3 separate regions of the Zea mays genome follow, and regions 2 and 3 are each linked to region 1. A link is a contact called in public Hi-C data. All regions are on one chromosome and are shown on one strand. The core of a region is the stretch at or near the end of the contact, and the rest is flanking DNA. Distances in the headings are between cores, read along the strand shown. Region 1 holds the start of LOC100501057 (DNA dependent RNA polymerase D largest subunit). Region 2 holds the start of LOC100501552. Region 3 holds the start of LOC100286139.

Evidence for each region. A called contact is a pair of places that touch in the nucleus more often than the background predicts.
Region 2: a contact with region 1 is called in a Hi-C map of ear, with 3 times the contacts expected there. The contact joins the promoter of LOC100501552 here to the promoter of LOC100501057 in region 1. A contact is called at or near these places in 2 of 25 Hi-C or Micro-C datasets (ear and tassel).
Region 3: a contact with region 1 is called in a Hi-C map of ear, with 4 times the contacts expected there. The contact joins the promoter of LOC100286139 here to the promoter of LOC100501057 in region 1. A contact is called at or near these places in 3 of 25 Hi-C or Micro-C datasets (bundle sheath, ear and tassel).

What each region holds. Positions count from the first base shown.
Region 1 is chr1:192,910,440-192,913,139 of Zm-B73-REFERENCE-NAM-5.0, forward strand. It overlaps LOC100501057 (DNA dependent RNA polymerase D largest subunit), which reads left to right and starts at 1,313. Exons shown (of 18, transcript NM_001195895.1): 1 at 1,313-1,387; 2 at 1,628-1,748; 3 at 1,862-1,986. The coding sequence starts at 1,313.
Region 2 is chr1:192,650,855-192,653,554 of Zm-B73-REFERENCE-NAM-5.0, forward strand. LOC100501552 reads right to left here and starts at 1,339. Exons shown (of 3, transcript NM_001366930.1): 1 at 714-1,339; 2 at 1-563. The coding sequence starts at 1,078.
Region 3 is chr1:192,555,487-192,558,186 of Zm-B73-REFERENCE-NAM-5.0, forward strand. It overlaps LOC100286139, which reads right to left and starts at 1,299. Exons shown (of 3, transcript NM_001159027.1): 1 at 802-1,299; 2 at 397-626; 3 at 1-313. The coding sequence starts at 1,135. The coding sequence ends at 35.

The DNA of each region.
Region 1 (2,700 bases), core at 63-2,562:
GAGCAGGCCTTGGTGCTCGACATCGTCATGCTCCTCTTCCTCCTTGTCGGCGACACGGTTCTCGCCGGAGATATGGCGCTCACGGTGGCGGGGTTGGCGACGCTCAGGTCCTTGTTGCTCGTAGAGGAGATGGCACACAAATCAACCGTTGTCAAGATAGGAAGGTAGATGCGAGCCGCCCAGGCAGTCACCGGGCCCGGGGCCTGCCAGCGTATTTTTAAAATTGGGCTAATGAACGCCACTGAGCGGCGAGGAGCCCATGCAGTCACCGCTCAGGTCCTTAATGGGCTAATGAATGAATGAAACTTTATCTCTTTTTGTGGGCTGCTTCATCATTACGACTAATGGACATGAACGGCGAGGAGCCCAGGCAGTCACCAGGCCCGGGGCCTGCCAGCGTATTTTTAAAACTGGTTAAAACTGGTTGTTTGGTTACTTCCCAAGTTTGTCATGGTGATGTCTTTTAAACAGAGAGTGAGTATGGTGATGTCTTGAATGGAATATATGGAATTATGGATGCTTTGATATTTGGGTGTATCCCTGATATTGTTTCTTCCATATAACCTGTATTATGTTGGCTTTATGTCCTGTTATCTTATCTATGAAGGCATTTATTGTTTTCTTCTTCGAGAACGTGGTGTGCATGTGTTTCATTAAGAGGAGATGAAGGGACCTGAAAAGAATACAGCAGATTACAACTAAGATACAGTACAGTACTACAGTGTGTAAAGTGTCCCGACAAGACAAAAAAAGGGTGGGTGTTGGTTAGTTGTTACAGGGCATAAGTTGACCCAACTAAAACAAACATCGAAGAAATGAAACCGCCAAATTAGAGGGCATCTGGTGGTACCAAATTTCCATTTTAGTGTTGTGCCCTCCCCCTCCTAATAGGTTTCATGGAGGGATCTTGTGATCCTTTAAGTATTTGAAATGCTGTGTAGTGTAGCCTGCAAACAGCAAAACACACTAGGACACTCTACACGGTTGCATTGTTAGGGCTAGTTTGGGAACCCCAAGGGAAATTAGTTCATTTTCCCTTGGAAAAATAGGAATCCCTTGGGAAATTGGAGTTCCCAAACTAGCCCTTAGAGTGAGATTTCTCATTTAAAGACTAGTTCTATCATCATTATGGAGTATCCTTTTGTCTTTACTTTTTCATTAGTACTAATTATATATGGATTAAAATAACTGTATTTCAGTGTAATATTCAGAGCTATGTCTGTTTACACTAATATTCTTGGTGTGTTATTCCTTCTGTCTGGTTTCTACTTCTGTCGGCATGAATTATTTTTCTATGGGACTCCTGTGCAGGATGGAGCTACATCGTGAACCTCCTGAAGCTATTCTGAATGCCATAAAATTTGATCTCATGACGAGTACGGATATGGTATGCCTTTAATTTCACACAACTTCTACCCCCAACTAAATTGTTGAGCATCATTACACTTTTATACTTTTCTTTCTCTTTTTTGTGAACAGAAGCTTTCTACAACTTGTACTATATGCTTCTGGTCATCTATGCAAATGCTTACTTTCTTATCAAGTCAGCACATAGAGTAATTTGATTATTCTATTCATTACATTGTATTGTCAGAGATAACTTTTATGCAACTATTAACCATTTCAGGAAAAATTGAGCAGCATGAGCATAATCGAAGTGAGTGATGTCACTAGTCCGAAGCTAGGATTACCAAATGGTTCCCTGCAGTGTGAGACTTGTGGATCACAACGTGGACGCGACTGTGATGGTGAGCACTATTAAGCATGCTTACCTAAAAATATAATATTAAGCATGCAGCATCTAAGCATCTGCTTTGAGTGCATTTTTGTGCAAAGAGAATCAACTTGTCAAAACTTTTAGGGCATTTTGGTGTGACTAAACTGGCGGCAACAGTACACAATCCATACTTCATCGATGACGTTGTTCACTTTCTAAACCGAATATGTCCTGGCTGTCTCAGCCCAAGGGAAGGCATAGATACAAAGGTTTGTACCTTCCTGACTGACCTATTTTTTATCCCCATTAAGCACTACATGTTTTGTCTCTTTGCCAAAGTTCTTTGATTGATACCATAATTTAGTCAATGAATTGCTTTCAGATTATCTGGCCATTTTGTCAGGAGCTCTCTTTGTTCATCTGATGAACTAAAGTAACGCTTGAGAGTCCTTGACTGCTAAAACAAATTTCAGTATTACTACATGTTATTGTGCTATACATTGATGAGTTTGTTTGCTGCATGTTACCTTACCTCATATAATCCTTTACTTATTTATTTCAGTAGGTATTGATACACACGAAAACAGTATAATGCTTTTTGAAGAAAATTGTGTATATTAGTTTGATTCTTACTAGCTTAGTGAGCTATTATTCTCTTTGTTGTTTCTTATGTTAGTCATCTTGTCCTGAAATTAAATATAATATTGTAGTCGTGGTTGCATCAAAGTTTAATTCACAAGCCATTTATATAGTTTGTGAGTTGAACTAGTTAATCATGCAGTCGAATTAACTCTAACTGATTTTTTTTAAATAGAGCTTAGGCATGGTAAATTTACATAATTGCCTAGTTCACTTATGGACTAAGTGATGTTGTTCAACTGTTTACAAGTGATTTTAAGTGTTATATCCAATTTGTAACATATGGAAGCACATGGCTAACAGTAGCGTCCTGGCTCAGTTTACTTTTGTTTTGGTAGGTAATG
Region 2 (2,700 bases), core at 89-2,588, 260 kb before region 1:
CCACCTCGAGGAACGCGCGCAACGCCTCGGCCTCCGCAGCGGGGAGGACCGCCGCTGCGGGCGCTGGCGGCGGCGGCGCTGAGGCCACATCCGCGTCCTCGCCGGCGCCGATCTCCCGCTCGCGGCGACGGGACGGGCTGGCCGAGCTCTGCACGTCGCTGCTCTCCTTCTCCGTGTCAGCCGCCGCCACCGTGTCCTTGGACCCAACCACCGACTCACCGGAGACCTGCTCGCGCTTCACAGCCGACGACTCGCGGGCGGCGTCTCCTGCCCCCTCGTCCTCCCTCCTCGCCGCCGCGTCGCCGTCCCCGGCGTCTCGCGCTGGCCGCGGCCGCTTCAGATCTGACGAGTTGGACTCCTTGCACGACCGCCCGGACTCGCCGCCGGAGACACGATCCTCCTCCCCGCCGCCGGCATCGTCGCCCTCCTCCTCCAGAGATTCTTTCCTCCCCTCCGCCGGCTCCTCCTCGCCGTCCTCCTTCACCGCCGGTACTGGATTGGCCTCGCCGGAGATGCTCCTCGCTCTCTCCTCTTTAAGCCTTTCCACTCTAGATTGCAATGACCTGACACGAAAAAAAAAAACCGCGGCCGACCGATCAGCGTAGGATGGTTGAGCTGAGCAAGCCGGGCCGGGCCAGGCCCGAACGCATTTTATGTTTTTCTCGTTAACTATACGGTCCGTCTCCGTGCTGGTTTTTTTTCCGGCCATTTACCCGATCGAGAGGTCGTATCTCTCGACCTCGCGGCGGAGCTCGGCGACGCGCAGCTTGCGGAGCTCCTCCACGCAGCAGTCGGCGGAGGCCGCGTCGGGCTCCTCGTCACCGTTTACGGCGGCGGCGGCGGTGAACCGGCGGTGGAGCAGGCGATACCGCAGGCGGCACCCAGCGGGCGTGAGGCTGTCGGCCGCGGCGGGAGGGCAGCGGGACAGCATCTCCATGGCCACGGAGTCCCAGCTGGCGGTACCGTGCTTCCGTACGGCACACGCCAGGAGGAGCTCCTCCCACGTGCCCCAGATCTCGCCGCCAGCCGCCGCCGACGTCCCTGGCGAGACGCCGGGATCGTCCGATCTGGCCGTCATCCTCGACTCGTCTTCCCCGGCCGCACCAGCTCCACGTCCCGCCGTCCCGGCGGCGGCTCATAGCGCCACCTCCATGGATTGGAATGGAACGAGCGGTGAGCTAGGGTTTGGGTTGGTCTGGTTGGCTAGCCCCGCCCCGTGCCGTCGCCCCCCTGCCTGCCTGTCTGCCTATCTATCTCCCCGGCCCGCGCTGTGCCTGACTGCCTGTGTGGTTCGTCTAGGTTTTGGTTCCGGGCTTCCGGCCCTCTGGTCCCTTTTTTCTCCCTCTTCGTCTTCGTCTTCCTTTTCCTCTTTCTTTATTTGGTTCGGTCTCGTTCCAGAAAATGGAGCCGGTGAATGGACCTCTGCGCAATTCTGTACCTCCACTGTGACTGTGGGGTCTTCGGGCGAAATGGGACCAAATTGAATTCTTCCAAATATAATTCCTGCCCGGGCGGGCCTACCTATCATTCGCGATTCCATCGAATTTTCAGTTTCCAAAGAAACTGGACCGGCCCAGCGATACACGGCTGCTAGTTTAGCAGCCTGAGCCCGTAAAAATGGCCCAGCTGGATGCGGTTACATTAAACAGGGGTAGTACATACAGATCGTTTTGTTTTTCTCGACCAGATTTGTAATAGTCTGACAAAGTGATAAGTTGATTGTTAACTGGACTTTAACTTTTAATGGTTGGCATAATGTGACACTCAAAAGACTGTCTTGCCAGCCACGCTATAGACTTCTTTCTAGCCATGGTTCTTAAGCTAAGTTATTTTTTCTTCGGTGCATGCTTATGATAATTTTTTACGTATTGTGTTTATCGGAAAAAAACAAACCATTTTAAAAAATACAACAACTCAACAAGAGAAAAAGAACATCTTGCCCGCCAAGTCGAACCTTGTTGACCCATGGCACTCGCGTCGAGCCAGAGGGCAGAGGCCCTTTGTAGGAATCACACGGGGCTACCACGCTCCAGCAACGTCCTCTAAATTTTATCCTCTAAAGGAATATTCTCTGTCCTTTACAGTACACTCTAAAAGATTCTGTCCTCTATATTTTCACCATCTCCAACAACGTCCTCTAAATTACGTCATCTATCCTCCCCATTCAACCTAACCATATTAACAGAATTATTTTCACCTATTTTTATATCGGATAAAATAAATTGCCAGTGCATACAATTCCACTATTTTAATAGTATAGCAAAAAATCAATACTCAAAGTAATAGTAAAATTAGCACCTCGAGCATGCATCGACTACACACCATCAGGATTAAGAAATGAAACAAACTGGCATACCAACATAATCTTTTGTTGGAACTGTTATTTGCATTGATTCCTAATAAAAAACATTGACATGAGAAAGTACTACCTCGGCTTGCAACTAAACACACCAATGTGAACCAGTATACCATAATTCCAACCATAATTCCAACGATGAATTTAGTAAACAACTGACATTGATACTTCTACTAGCTGGAACCATATTTCCTTAAGTACAAAACCATTTGTTCCTTCTTCTAGAGAAAACATCAAACTTATGATGTCCAATCACACCTCCAAGACCAGTTGGACTTGCCGATCACTGCAAACATCAATACTGGACCTGGAACCTTATGTTTCAGCACCCAAAATTATTCTGA
Region 3 (2,700 bases), core at 49-2,548, 350 kb before region 1:
TAAGGTACAATGAACTAAACCTTAAGGGGGGGAATTACAGGGATGAGAATATCGGAACACCAGGTATGGTGGCACCTGAGTCTACAATGAAGATGTTGCCAGTCACATACGACGATGCTTCATGGATCAGAAAACGGACCAGCGACGTCAATGCAGGATCAGTAGCGCCATGCTCCTTAAGCGGCACTATCTTTGAAGCAACGGTGCTCAACCACCTCTTTTGAAACAGAGGAGCAGTTATCTCTGATTTGAAGAGTCCAGGTGCAATCGAGTTCACTCTGATGCGATCCGCGCCCAATTCCAAAGCCATAATCTGCGAAGACATCATTGGGTTGAGTTATTATGAACACACAGGTGCGAAACAAACGTGCGATCAGGAATAGCAGTGCTACCTACCTTGGTGGCATAATGCACAGCAGCCTTTGAGGATGCGTATCCCGTGGAGCCAGGCAGATGCCCACGGTTAAGGCCAGCAATAGAGGTGATGTTAACCACTGAACCCTTCAGCTTGGCATCACGCATGCGTCGACAGACATGTTTGGCCACGAGCCATGATCCGGTAAGGTTCGTCTTGATGATTCTGTCCCACTCATCCTCGGGCCAATCTAATGGAGAATGCACTGCACCTGAAGCGTAATAAAACAAGAGACACAGATATTACCATACGTTCCAGCCGATACGTTCTTGGTTCGCTAACGAACTGGGGACTGGGCTAAATTTGGTTCGGTGCATATTTCCATCTGGCAGTTACTAGATGCCTAAACGAAGATATTCGAGCTCAGATTTCGTGGATAGTCGTACCTCGTATGCCGGCGTTGTTGACCAAGGCGTCGATACGGCCAAAGGCGTCCCAGGCCTTCTGCACCGCCGCCTCCAGGGCCGAACCACCGGCGGCGACGTCGACCTCCACAGCCACCGCGCGGGGGGCTCGGGAGGCAGCGGAGGCGTTGATCTCGTCGCAGAGCGAGCGGAGACGATCGGCGCGGCGGGCGGCGGCGACGACGCGGCAGCCGGCGCGCGCCAGGTCGAGGCAGAAGTCGCGTCCGATGCCGGAGGAAGCGCCCGTCACCAGCACCACCTGCCCCTCCAGCCTGCTCCACGGCGGCAGCGGCGGCGGTGGCCCCGCCGACGACATTGCTGGTGCGCTCCCGCTGGAGCAGGAAGGGCCGAAGGGGATTTCAGAGGCTGTCTGGAAGAGGTCAGGTACTCACAGCACAGATCACTGATTCTTCTCTCCTGCTTGTTTGTTGTCCGACTTAGAATTTCTACGAGAAACTATTTATTTTTAACTTTCTATTTGACTCTTTATTTATCTTTCGTATAGATTAAACTCTATCCATATGTTTGGTTACCCATACCATCTCGTCTTAAACCACCGTATGCGTTAACTCTATCTGAGCTCTTGTTTGGTTGCCTGCACAAGAGAGACGCAGACTGTATGAGCGGATGCAAAACAAGCTATTTTATAGCTATTTGGCTGCATCCACTCGTACACAGAAAATTGTCGTATCGGGTCAGCCAGGGCCACCCGAGCCTGCGCGTTTAGATACAGGCATCCAATCAGGCGATATATATAACATCTCATTTCAAAAAACTTCCCAATATGCAAGTTAGCTTGACTAGCGTGATTTGCTAACTAAATTTGGTTAGTGAATGAGTCAATAACTCAATATAGAGCCGGATATCTTATCGAGTTAAATGGTTAGCCTGTTAGATAACTATTTTACTATTAAGTAACTAAAATTTATCAAAGACATATATCTATACTATATTAAAGCATCAGTTTCAACGGTCGTCTCGTGTCATCTTTTAACAAATAACCCCTCGCCATGATAAAAGAAGGCCAGGAGACACTAGGTGAAGTTGTCTAACCAGTAGAACATTGTGCTCAAATGTTTTTATTATTGAATATAAATTATATATATGTATATATTTTCTTGTAAAATAAATAAATATATATAATCGTGTCAGGTTGGGCCAGCACTACGGGTCGAGGCTACAGCCCAAGCACGACACGACGTTCTTGCTCTTGCAAGCATTAGGTCGTTTCTGAGACCAGATTGGCGCAATGGACTCCACGGTGTTTGAGGTTGCCGAATTGGATGAAGCAACAATGATTTGTCACACTAACAGTAAAATGAAAAGTTATTTGTTGGTTTTAAACGTTAGTAATTGCTACAAATTAGCATAATTTATATGGAGCGCATCCAGTTTTTATTAATGCCTGACTTTAGCAATCACTCCATATTTTGATCAATCTTTTTTATAAGTTTGAGTTCATGTGACTTATTTTAGAAATTTGAGCTCACAAACTTTCTCTTTTTGGTCTCTGTATGATGGAATTATGTCATTTTATAATCTATGTTCGTTTAGTCAGTTATTGTGAACTCTCTTCTAATCGCTCACTCAATTGGTCGTGTTGTACCAAGACATATTGCATGAAATAAACAATAACATCAGTTAGCCAAATCAAAAAATATTATACGGAGAGCGGAGACAATCAGTAAAAAATATTGAATTTTTTTGGTGGATAGTTTACGTAGGTATTGTTGTAAACCGTCGCAACGTACGGGCAACCGACTAATTAGAGATATATATTAGAGCCGGATGCTCTTACCTCCTACGTGCCAGCCCTCTCCAACACATATTTTATCATCAAAGACATATATTAGAGATATATTTTACTTTATACATAAAAAA